Regions from separate parts of the Pan troglodytes genome. Here region 2 is linked to region 1. A link is a contact called in public Hi-C data. All regions are on one chromosome and are shown on one strand. The core of a region is the stretch at or near the end of the contact, and the rest is flanking DNA. Distances in the headings are between cores, read along the strand shown. Region 1 overlaps SHF (Src homology 2 domain containing F). Region 2 holds the start of SLC28A2 (solute carrier family 28 member 2).

Region 1 (3,493 bases), core at 351-2,850:
ACCTCTAAGCCCCATCCTTGTCCCCAAGTAGGCTCTGGCCAGCAGTATATAACACTTAGGCTTCAGGGCTCCCCAAAACATTGCTCACCCCTTGCCTGTGCTTGAGTTTCAGACCTGAGGCCTGACAGACCAAGCCTGTGGTGGTTTAGACAAATGTTCTTGGAGGTCTCACTCCCATGCCCTCTCATGGGCCGAGGGTCCCTGGACATTTAGGAGCTAGCCAGAGCTCTGAGCAGTGGGGTCCTTGTCTTGAGGGCGGGGCCAGGCACTAATGCTGATTTCCTGGCTGTGGCAGGGAGATGGCAGAGGCAGGAGCATGTCTCCTCTGAGCAAGGGAGTGAAGTCATTGTAGGCTGAAGGGCCGGATAAATGAGCTAGGGGCTTGGTCCAAGACCCAGAAAGCAAGAGAGTGAAGGGATATCCCCAGGAGGAGGCAGCTGAGCACTCCCAGATTTTGGGGGGTCTTCCAGATCAGGTTCCCCCTTCCCCCTAGTCATTAGAAGGGAGAGCCCCAACGAAGACTAGCTTGGTTGTCACATCTGTCCACCCTCCTGCCAAGGGCATATGTGGTTCCACATGAGTCACCAGGAGCAGCCCCTCACGGGTGTCCTACCAAAGAGCTCAAGGAAGGTGAGGTTAAACTGGCCCTGGCCACAGAGGCTGGAGGGCCGGGGTGCCTGGACCCCAGGGTTGGCCAGCAGGGGTCGGGGGAGGTGCTGGTCGCTCAGTTTCCACCTGCACACACCCTGTATGCTCCCTATACACACATTCTTGGCACAACCAGTGGCCTTACCACAAAGCCAATGCCCAGTGCTACCTACTTACACCACCACCACCCCTTCTTTCTGGACTGACCTCCACCTCCCCTAATCACCTGTCATTCTCAGCTGGCTTCGGAACCACCACATTTGCTGTAGGGTTGGGGAGGGTTACTGGGTGGCTGGATGAGGGGGCTGAGGAGAGCCCCCACTCACCAAAGTCTCCTCTCCTCTTCCCAGGAGCAGCCAGGGATTCATGCACATGAAGCTGTCCCGAACCAAGGAACACAAATATGTGCTGGGCCAGAACAGCCCGCCCTTCAGCAGCGTCCCTGAAATTGTGCACCACTATGCCAGCCGCAAGCTACCCATTAAGGGAGCCGAACACATGTCCCTGCTCTACCCTGTGGCCATCCGGACTCTTTAGATGTGAAGCCAGGGCACTGTGATAGACCTGTACCCAGCCCTGTGCCCATCACCTGGCTGAGGGCTGTGGCTCTTGCCAGGGACGTGATCTTTCAAACCTTTCTTCTCCTGGGATCCAGTAGAAGCTGGAGATTCCTTAATTTATTCTAAAGGGAAAGGGCTCCCGGGGCCTTGGAGTAAGGGGTTGTCTGGAGCTGGGGAAAGAGGAATCCCTGGAGAGAAAGGATAGCCCCTGGAGGAAGGGGGTTCCAGAGCTATTGGGAGGGTAGGGAGTTTCAGATTGGCAGCTCCGGCTCCTTTCCGACCTTAGGGCAGAGGTGGTGACCTCCACCACCACCACCCTCTCCCCACTGGGTCCGTGCGAGGTAGTGCAGAATTCGGCCCCTTGGGGCGCCTTACCACCTCTCTGCCTCCGTCCCCGACTTCCACCCCAGACCGTCGGAGGGCTCCGCCCAGAGTCTGGTAAGAGGTTTGGGGAAGACAGGCCCCTGGGAAGCAGCCGGCTTTGGGGGGTGGGGAGAGAAGGGGAGGGGCTCGGGCAGAGGGAACTGTGCAGTCCCCAGGCCGCCCCGGCTCCGGGCCAGAGGCAATAAATAAACCCGATCCTGCCGGGCACAGCCGCGCCCGCGCCTCCGGCGCCGTCCCCGGGCTGACGGGGGAGGGAGCGGAGAAGCGAGCGCAGATTCTGCATATAAATCAGCTCTGGAGCAGACACAGCCCGGCTGTGAAAAGCACTTTCGAAGCATCAAGTTCCTTTCTTTGACGAGATGTCAAAACATCCCCGCCGCCCCCGCCCCGGCTGGGGGCACCCGAGGCCCTCTGGCCGCGCGGCGCCCCCTCCCCGCGGCGCGCGGCTTCCCCGGAGCGCGTCCAATTTCCTGCCAACAGCCATTTGTCTGGGAGGAGGGGAGGCGCGGAGAGACAAAGAGGCAGCGCGCCAGGCCGGGGAGCGGGGCGGCCTGCCACGCGGAAGCCGCGCGCCGGCGGAGGCGGGAAGGCTGGCGGGGCGGGCCGCGCGGGCCGCGCTTGTCTCCTTGGCCGAGGAACTGAGGGCCTGCAGCGCCTCCCTCGCGCCCTAACGGAAGGGTTTGTCCCGGGCAGACTCTCGGGCGTGGCCGGCCTGCGAGCCCCTAACCACCGGCCCGCGGCCTAGGCCGCACCCCGACCGGCGCCCACCGCTGGAACCCGCCCAGGCCTCTGGGCGGGCCCGGGGAGGCCCACTGGGTCGCCAGGCGGAGCGGCTCTCAGGCTGCCCCAGGCCCGCCCCACCCCGCGGGCAGGCTGGTCAGGACCCCTCGACATGCTGGGCAGGCACCTTCGGGGGACCGCTGAGCCAAAGGGCCGTCTGAGGGCCTCTTCCAGAACCTAAACGTGCAACCTCCAAAGTGTGCTGTGAATCACAGTACTTGAGAGTTCTAAACCAGTGGCTATTTTCTCGAAATTGAGGATATGTGGTATGCAGGCGTTTTGTGGAAGCAATAGGAAGGATCACTTAAAATTGGGCACTCTCTTGCCGGGCGCGGTGGCTCACGCCTGTAATCCCAGCACTTTGGGAGGCCGAGGCGGGCAGATCACCTCAGGTCGGGAGTTCGAGACCAGCCTAACCAACATGGAGAAATACCGTCTCTACTAAAAATACAAAATTAGCCGGGCGTGGTGGTGCGTGCCTGTAATCCCAGCTACTTGGGAGGCTGACGCAGGAGAAATCGCTTGAACCCGGGAGACAGGTTGCGGTGAGCCAAGATCGTGCCATTGCACTCCAGCGTAGGCAACAAGAGCGAAACTCTGTCTCAAAAAAAAAAGGGGCACACTCAGAGAAATTCCCTCAGAGGGTTGTCCTGTCTTTAAGTCGACTTGGAGAGCATCCAGCCATTTTGCAGATGAGAAAACAGGCCCAGAGAGGTTGGGTGATGTGTTCATTTGTCTCCTGCTATCATCTCACTGCCTGGAAGAGCCATGTAGGCACAGGTGCCCAACTCTCCCTTTGCTCAGAGAAGGGCTGGGAGTGACTGAGGTCCTGGTAACAAGCCAGGCGGCTCTGGCTCCATATAGACTCCAGCTGAGTCTGCCCCCTACCCCGTTCTCTTCCCCAGCCAACCTCCTCCAGAAGCTTCCACACCCTCTGTTTCTGCCCCTCCTGAGCAGGCTCACCAGGCCTCACACTAGTGGCTGACAGGCCCTCTGTCAGGAAGGGCACCCCTGGGCCGGGGAAGGGATCTCTAGCTGGGGCACTTTGCCTTGGGCCAGCTCCTTTACTCAGGACACTGGGCAGCTTGAGAGATGTCTGGGCCAGCCTGGTGAGCTGGCTG
Region 2 (3,493 bases), core at 550-3,049, 85 kb before region 1:
TTTTCTCCCCAGGTTTCCCTTCCTCTCCACCATTCCCAAATCTGAGTATTCCAGAAGAGCTACTGTTTTTTTAATTATATGGTAAATTCATTTCTAAAGGGATTAAAATGAATACCTACCTGTTGTTATGAAAATAAATGTGTAACATAAAGCAATCTGCAAAATAGTAAGTATACACTCAAAATCTGTTAGTCATTATTACCGTTGTTATTATTTTTATTTTCAGTGCAACCAACACTGATACTGCTGAACTCCTGTTGTTTATGGCACATGTTTAAGTTAATTAATTATGTAAGATACATATATATATGTACACATGGTAAGGTGGAGCGGTTGTGATAATACCACAAGCTGCCTGAAGGGGCAGCCCACCCTAGATCCTTTCCTAACTGAACAAGATTCCAAAACACCAGTACCTCTGGTAAGTGGAAGGGCCCAGTCCATCCCCCAGGCTGTGTCCTTGTGCGTCAGTCCTCTTGCTTCCCTCAGGCTCTACTTCTTTTTCCTACAAGCACAGGGAGCATTGGGATCAGTCATGGAGCCCTGCTAGGGATGATGGGGATTGAGAGCAGCCAAATACCCTACAGGAGGCCATGCAGCAGCCCACAGCCCTGCAGAGAGAAACAAAACTGGTGATTACCATGAGCTCCAGCCCTGGGTTCACTGTGCCAGTCTCCACTGTGGACAGAGCAATGGACTGTCTTCCACTTGCTTTCTCCATCTCCTGTTCTCCTCAACTGAAAAACAAATTCAGGGCCAAGCCTGAAAGATTGGTCATTCTGTCCTGTGGGGATGGGGAGAATTTTTAGGACCAGTTACCCATGGAAAACGCAAAACTAAAAGTCTTTGAAGGCTTAGTTGATTTCTTTAAGAACTGAGAATTGAGGAGACTGGATGTGTAATTTTTATATAATAAATAATGAAAAATAAAATCCTATTTCCTCTTGTGAATAGCTAAAGAAGGGGCAGTAAGATAGGAGAAGAGAAATGAAAGGCAGTGGAATTGAAATGAATCAGTGGGCCGCCCAGGGCCCCAGGATCTGGGCTATAAAGGTTCCTACTTGGACCCTCAACGGAAGAGTCATAGGGTAACTACTCCTTTTAGCCCCAGGGAGGCCCCACTGAGCTTGCTGAGTAAGAAGGAAACAGGGAGGAAGGCAGTTGGGAAGACCCAGACCCTAAAGTATTGCTGAACAGACAACAATTTACAGGCCTTCAAATTCCTGACTATAATGTAGCATAAGAATTGGTTTTTTATGCCCCAGAGAGAACTCATCATTGAAATTAACAAAACTTACATTTAAAATAATTAGTATGAATGTTAATGATCCCAAGTAAAGTTTTTAAACAAAATAAGCAAACATTTGGGCCTCAGAATAAGCAAATTTAATACATGGACATTCACAATTAGAATATAAGTTCATTCTGAGATATTTATTTACTTTGCAGAAAATTCCCTTCTCCATGGAATTGCTTTTGAAAATGTGATCTCTTCAAGCATTTGAAGTATAATTTTATTAAACATACATAACCAACTTATATTGTGTAAATTAGGGCCTTCCTGACTAGGCACAAAACTACCTGCATTTAGTTTAAATATGATCTCTTTAAAAATTTGTAAATTAGGCACCTGCCCTCCCCCAAACACCTTTACTTACCCCAGCTTGTGGAATTGATTCCCTCTGGCTCCTCAGTGAAGGACTGAAAGAAAAGCTCAGCTGCGAGGGAGGAGGGGCAGCTTGGGTGGGGCATGGGGGCTTTCCTGCCATTGGTTAGTTTTATGCCTTGGGCCCTCCTTCGCTGAGCCTGCCCTCACTGTAGAGGAGGACTGCACCTCTCAAGTTAAATATTATATGTTTTTAAGACTGTTTTGCAGGCCTAAGACTTATGCAGAGGTGGCGCCCGCCCGTAATCCCAGCACTTCGGGAGGCCGAGACGGGCGGATCGCTTGAGACCAGCCAGGACAGCATGGCGAAACCACATCTCTACAACAAATACAAAAATTAGCTGGGCGCGGTGGCACAGGACTGTGGTTCCAGTTACTCGGCAGGCGGAGGTGGAAGGATCCCTTGAGCCTCTGGAGGTGGAGGTTGCAGTGAGCTGTGATTGCACCACTGCACTCCAGCCTGGGCGACAGAGTGAGACCCTGTCAGAAAACAAAACAAAACGAAAGAATTCTGTAAGAACTTCTAACAGGTACGTTCCTGTAAGCATTATCCACCACTGGACTAGGCACTGGGTAGCCTGTAAAATACAGTAAGAGCCGTCTCTGCACCCAGAAAATTTACCATCATTTTGTGCTGGAAAGACATGCCCTAGAAAACAATAGACAGCACGACTGTACATGATTCCATGCCAAATAAATGCTAGGAATTATTAATCCATTCAACAAATACTTATTGAGTAACCACTATTAGCCAGCCACCGTTTTCCGTGTGAGGACATAAAAATGAGTGAGAGACAAGGTCTCTGCCATCAAAAAACGAACAGATCAGTGAGGAAAGACGGATGTGTCAACAAAGGCTTTGCAGGTCGAGCGCGGTGAATCACGCTTGTAATCCCAGCACACTGGGAGGCGGAGGCAGGCGGATCATTTGAGGTCAGGCGCTCGAGACCACCCTGGCCAACATGGCGAAACTCCATCTCTACTAAAAATACAAAAATTATCCGGGCATGGTGGTGCAGGCTTGTAATCTCAGCTACTCAGGAGGCTGAGGCAGGAGAATCATTTGAACCCAGGAGGCAGAGGTTGCAGTGAGCCATGATCATGCCACTGCACTCCATCCTGGGTGAGCGAGACTCCATCTCAAAAAAAAAAAAAAAAAAGAGAGGGAGAGAAAGACTTTGCAGAGCTGGTAACACTTATCCTGGCCTGGAAAGAAAGGAAGAAAGAAAGCTTTCTATGACGCCCTCTGGATAAAACTTAGGACCCCTCCCTGCACTCTGATTGCACCATGTTGTTGCTGAACCCTATAGAGCACATACCATCGCCTACTAGACAGTGATCTCCTCAAGCACAAGCTCTCTGTCTTTTTTTTTTTTTTCCTTAGACAAGGTCTTGCTCTGTCACCCAGACTAGAGTGCAATGGCACTATCATGGCTCATTGCAGCCTCTAACTTCTGGGCTCAGGTGATCCTCCCATCTCAGCCTCTGGAGTAGCTGGGACCACAGGTGTGTACCACCACACCTGGCTAAGTCTTTTTTTAATTTTCTGTGGGGATAGGGGTCTCAATATGTTGCCCAGTCTGGTCTCAAACTCCTGGGCTCAAGCCATCCTCCTGCCTTGGCCTCTCAAAGTACTGGGATTATGGGTGTGAGCCACTGCTCCTGGCCAGGTTCTCTATCTTGTTCTTCACTGTATCCCCAGGCCCAAGGCCCGCCACAATATTATTAGGCAATCAATAAATATTTGTAAAATATGTGAAAACAACATCACCACCACAGATTCTGGCTTAGATTATTTGGTATGTAGATGCGGATTCCAATCACCAA

What was found. Hi-C and Micro-C count contacts between places; a contact is called where the count stands out from the background.
Region 2: a contact with region 1 is called in a Hi-C map of induced pluripotent stem cells, with 1.9 times the contacts expected there. The contact joins the promoter of SLC28A2 here to the enhancer-like site in region 1. A contact is called at or near these places in 2 of 7 Hi-C or Micro-C datasets (both in induced pluripotent stem cells).

The regions. Positions count from the first base shown.
Region 1 is chr16:37,147,793-37,151,285 of NHGRI_mPanTro3-v2.0_pri, reverse strand. SHF (Src homology 2 domain containing F) reads left to right here. Exons shown (of 9, transcript XR_008539569.2): 7 at 999-1,646. Among named protein-coding and RNA genes, the nearest start is that of SHF, 21 kb to the left of the region's middle. Within about 2 kb of position 1,600, at least 18 of the 24 cell types and tissues checked have an H3K27ac peak or open chromatin away from gene starts, as enhancers often do. A contact at or near this core is called in induced pluripotent stem cells, where this site is marked.
Region 2 is chr16:37,232,556-37,236,048 of NHGRI_mPanTro3-v2.0_pri, reverse strand. SLC28A2 (solute carrier family 28 member 2) reads right to left here and starts at 1,799. Exons shown (of 18, transcript XM_510372.7): 1 at 1,659-1,799; 2 at 641-737; 3 at 417-505. The coding sequence starts at 721. It overlaps LOC104002295 (a long non-coding RNA gene), which reads left to right. Exons shown (of 7, transcript XR_008539572.2): 3 at 13-166; 4 at 1,865-2,196.